Regions from separate parts of the Gossypium hirsutum genome. Here region 2 is linked to region 1. A link is a contact called in public Hi-C data. All regions are on one chromosome and are shown on one strand. The core of a region is the stretch at or near the end of the contact, and the rest is flanking DNA. Distances in the headings are between cores, read along the strand shown.

Region 1 (2,722 bases), core at 130-2,629:
CACAACATGATTGATAAAATCATGTAAAGCTGACTAGTATAAAAAATCTACATACAGTAACATACTGACCATCAATAGATGATTGTTTAAATATAACGAAAACTTACTTTCTAAAAGCCTAAAATCCATTATTCCTTCCCCTTTTTATGTACCCAAAAGAAAAAGAAAAACCATATTAAATTGTCAGCACACAGTCTTCAATATCCATCCATGTTTACTATCAATCACCATTTTCCTAAAATTCTCGAGAAAAAATAAAAAAGAAAATAACATATGATGTAACCCACAAATATATGAAAAACTTGTTTAGGCTCGGCATTCTGAATGCGAGCTAGTCATACAAACCACGCATATACCATATGCACCATAATAGAAAGAAATATTCCTATTATCCTATATGGAAAGCACAGCACTCAATTTAATCCAGAATTATCAATATCTTTGCTAGTCCATGTTTTAACCCAATAAAATCACATAAAACTTGGGTTCATTTACATCAATCAGCAGCGCCCTCTCTCTTTAAAGGAAAAAAACCTCTCTAAGGCCAAAACGAAGAAACGAACCCTAAAATCTTAAAATCTATAAACAGCACAACAGCATCCACGTCCAAAGAAATAAGAGAAAATAATTGACGAACCAAACTCAACAAGCAGAATCCATTAAACTTTATCGACGATAATGAAAAAGAAAAATACAGAAATTAAATAGAAGTTCTTCGACTTACTCCTGCTTTACCAGGGATCGTGCAATGCCACACCATCAAATTGACCGTTCCATCAGGCAACGTCTCTGGTTTCGCAACAAAACCCTAAAATTTCAACAACAAAAAAATCAAACAAATAAAAAAAAATTAAAACATGAAACCCAGAAAAAAAGAAACAAGAGCAGGGAAACAAACTCCACGGACATGGGGATGGTTCTTCCTCCATGCCTTACGTTCCTCGGCGAGTCGACCACGCGCTATTCCTCCCGACATCTCTCTCTCTCTCTCTCTTTTTCTCTGTGTCTTGTCTTTCAGATTCCGGCCTTCTCTTTCTCTCTCTAAAACCCTCACCCAAATGTTCTTTCTTCCCCTTTCTTAAATAATTGTTTTTTTTTTGGATTAATTTTAATAATAAAGAAAATTATATTAAAAAAAAAAGGGCGTTGATGGAATCGACTTTTCCATTTTCAATTTCTCTTGGTCGTCTAAAATAAAAAGAAAATAATAAAATATTAATTATTTTGGTCTTCCGGTTGTGCCCTTGATGAAGAGAGGAGTCGTTGCGCCGAGTTGACCAAGAGAGAAACGTGCGGTTAAGATTTGATCTGGTGGGGTGGGTCCCAATCCCAAGGGGTACCTTCGTTGCTTTTAGATATATGTATATTTAGGTTGGATTAATTAATCTTTGGCTTTAAAAAGTTTAAATACAAAAAAGTCAATGAATTAGCTGTTGTATTATATTCCGGCGTGAAATCCACGCCACTATACTCCTCGCCAGTCACGTGCCTTCTTTTATTGGGCCACGCATAGAGCTTGAGCCCATTATTGGATCCATTAAAGCCCGAGGTTGTTTCAAATTTCAATTGCCAACCACTTAATTGGTTGACCAAATTCCAAGATGGTAGTGTTATGATTATCAACAACCTCATTTAATTATTAAAAATGTTTTAATTTTTACTTGCTTGTTAAACGCAAATAGCCTTTTTTTTTTAGGATTATATATATTTAACTCTCATTTAATCTGAAAAAGCTTTCTATTTGTAGTTGCTCCAATTTAATATTTAAATTATTGTTATAACAAAGCAGCTTATGACAAAGTGAAGTAATAAGTAAAGTATGAGAGAATAAAGATCAACTTCGGATTCATTAATTCTACTTTGTAAAGCCTTGCTCAGGGAACGGTTATATATACTAATTAAATTGAATTACCTATTGACTTAAAACCAATTTACCCTTATAACAATAGATAATTGCAGCTCAATATTGAATCTAACTTTTACAATCACTCTCCCAAATTATCCTCAAATGCAAAATCTTGAAAACTCTTTAAGTAATACTTCAAACAAAATAGTAAAAGAATACACAATAAAGCAATCGAAAAAGACACTCTAAAAACTATGTCACAATGTGCGACTAACCTACTTATTTATACTTCTTCGAGAGTCATTCTAGTCAAAATCAGATAAGATTTTATCTTCAATTTAATAGTTGATTTTAACAAATAGCTTATTTTGAGTCCCATAAAACTCTTCATAGTACAACTTCTCAATAGCTTCAAACTTTCTTAAAGTATAATGATAAAGTCTTTCAACAAATGAAATTGTAACACCCTAAATCTATCTCTATTGTCGGATTATGGTTATGGAGCATTACGGTACAATAGCAGAACCTTTAATTTCAAAACAAAAGTAATTATTCAATTTATGTATAAATTCCAACATCTCATCTTAATCGTAGCAACATACACATTTAGGCCTTAAATCGAGCCTTCGGGCCCTAAAAATAATTTGCGAACAATTAGGGATCAATTTGAAATAAATTAGAAAATTTTGGAAAAATATGAAAATTTTGGAAACAGGGGTCACACGGCAGTGTGGCTAGGCAGTGTGACATAGTCTAGACAGTGTGGACGTTCGAAGTCTGGACACAACCATGTCCCAACTCGTATACCCGCCCATTTGGTTATTCGAAATAGGGTCACACAGTCATGTCGCAGATTTTGTGCTCAACCGTGTGTAT
Region 2 (2,722 bases), core at 93-2,592, 370 kb after region 1:
GATACACTAACACTGCTCAATTGATCACGTCATGGATTTGTTTTTAGTAAAACATTTATTTATTTATTTATTTATTTATTACGTTTTAACAAATTACAAGTGAAAAATTCACTTAAAGAAATTAGTCCATTAACGGTCAGGTCAAATTATTATCTCATCAAGTTTTGAATAAACAGATTTGATCCTTGCAATCATTCAATCACATCAAATTTGGTTAACTGCGACTATTGATTTAGCTTTCAACCAATTTATTCCATTCTGCTTGGTATGTTGGATTCAACATCAAAAAATATTTATATTTGATTTTATCTTTTATGAAAAAGTTTTAATACGAAAGAGAAGAAAAATAAATAATTTTTTAAAATAAATTTATTATAGATTCTAATTATATATGTTATTTTTTATGCAATGTTTAGAATAACTCATAGCTAGAGTTGATCGTGAGCGGAGTCAAGTCTCAACTAAATTTTTGGGTTGTTTTTAGGCCTAGACTCAATTTGAAAAAAAAATAGACCTAAAACTTTGTCCAGGCCCGACTTAAATTACAGAAGCCAAACTTAAGCTCATATTAATTTTTTTTGATTATTTTATTATATACAACAAATTTTAAAAAATATATAATATATCAAATACACTTAAAAAGATTAAAACAAATATTAAAATAATAAAAAATTAAAAATTAAAAATACATAAAAAAATATTTATACTAAGATAATTACAACGGAAATAGTAACAAGATTCCTAATACAACATAAGTTCTACAATATTCAAATGATATTAAAAACAATAGCGAAATAAAATTAAAAACCACAATGAAACAATAGTAAAAACACAAAAAAAAAACAACAACACCCAAATAATAAAAATAAAAGCAAAAATAGCAACAAAAACAGCAGGATATAATTTTTTTATTAAAAATAGTTATTTTATTCAAGTTCGAGTTAAAAAAACCTTTTATCCAAGGTTTGACTTATTTAAAAATAAATATTTTTTTATTTAAATCTATTTTTTAAATTTATATTTTTATCTAAATTTTCTAATTTTTCAGATCAGATTACACAACCTAATCCATAATCAGATATACTCGTAACTTTTCTTTTAACTCATAAATTGGGTATTATCTCCTATCCTTGAATTACGCATATTCAAACTTACTTTTTAAAACCATTGTAATAATATTATAATTTTAAATAGAAATGGGAAATAAAATTATGATTAGATATGGGAAGTTTGTGTCCGTGATTGAAGAAAATATAATTGAGGTTGAATAGAGGCACGTGGGAAGATATAGAAAAAGAACAGAGTGCGGCTTCCATGGAGCAGAGCAGACTGCCAAAAGTCAAAGACGGAAAGGCAGCAGCGACCAAAGCCAAAGAGAAGGCGTGCTCCTTTCACCTGCCTAATTTCTTGACTTTCTCATCCACACAATTCTTCTAAATTTTTATTTCACGTCAAATATGATACACCAATTCTATTATATTTTAGTATCAAATTTTAATTTTGTTTCCCTTACAATTATTTAAAAATACATAAAATTAAACTCTATGTGATAACTTAATAGTTAAAAATGTTTATTACCTTAAATGTGACTTGAATTCAAATAATATTAGTTACATTTGTTATTTAAACTTGACCCAATGTAATTTATTAAAAACAAAGGAGTTAATCAAGATGTAAAAGTTTTATAAATAAAAGACAAGTTGAACATTCTAAACTTAATTGTAAACATAAAGAGTGGTAGTTAGGGTTGCCATGAATCTGGATTTGATTGATGTGTATATAATATCCTATTGCAAATGGACCAGCAATATTTAAAAACGTGAAGTTTTGATTTGAAATGTCCAAAGAAAGAGAGTAGGATAGTTTGGACTTTTAGGAGCAAAAGTTGGAATTAGAGTGAAAAAAAAAGGAAGAATTCAAGAACTTTCAGTTAAAGTTAGGTCGATGTTTCAAATGCAAATAAAATAAAATACCTTGATTTCTTCTAACTTAGAACCAAATACGAGGTCACCATTTTTTCATAATAAAAAAACACAATAATAAACCACTAATACATCTCCTTATAATATATTTGCTATAAAACAATTAAGTTACACAATTTTGGGGGTAGACTTTGGTGGTGATTTACATAGTAGAAAGTTATGAAAATGGAGGTTTAGGAATGCAGTGATGCCTATGGTTGATTTCTTTTATTCCGTGTTTGTCATTATTTCTCTTGATATTTATAGAAGAATAAAAGTCTGGAGTGTGTTCCTCATCAGATGAGTACTTCTTTAGTAGAGTTTAATTTAGATTTAGATTAGAATATGATCTATATAAAGTTGATGTGCTTGGCAAGTTAGAAAAATTAATGAAATTGAATCTAATATCGAGGACGGAGTTAAGGGGGTTGGTAGGGGTCTAGTCTCCTTAAAATGATTTTTTTTTCATTTAAGCCCCTTTATGATTTATAAAATATTAAATTAATAATAGTAAAATTGGACTTAGACCCTTACAAAAATAGTAAATTTTGATTTAATCTTTTAAAAATTATAAAGATATATGCTTTTAAAATTGTGAAATTATATAATTTTTACTATCGTAAAAATATATAATTTAATTCTAATCCCGTAAAATTGTTTTTGACTTCGCCCTTACTAATAGTTGTACTTGATGGCATTATGGTGATGTCTATTATAGCGTAGGGTGTTAAGGTATAGGGTATAATAATTCTCCCATCCTC

Evidence for each region. A called contact is a pair of places that touch in the nucleus more often than the background predicts.
Region 2: a Hi-C map of leaf shows a contact between it and region 1, with 2.0 times the contacts expected there. The contact joins the enhancer-like site here to the promoter of LOC107913372 in region 1. A contact is called at or near these places in 5 of 34 Hi-C or Micro-C datasets (callus and leaf).

What each region holds. Positions count from the first base shown.
Region 1 is chrA11:35,309,295-35,312,016 of Gossypium_hirsutum_v2.1, forward strand. LOC107913372 (SUMO-conjugating enzyme SCE1) reads right to left here and starts at 1,380. Exons shown (of 5, transcript XM_016841939.2): 1 at 908-1,380; 2 at 725-808. The coding sequence starts at 976.
Region 2 is chrA11:35,679,364-35,682,085 of Gossypium_hirsutum_v2.1, forward strand. No RefSeq gene overlaps it. Among protein-coding and RNA genes, the nearest start is that of LOC107901618, 9.2 kb to the right of the region's middle. Within about 2 kb of position 1,343, at least 4 of the 9 cell types and tissues checked have an H3K27ac peak or open chromatin away from gene starts, as enhancers often do. A contact at or near this core is called in leaf, where this site is marked.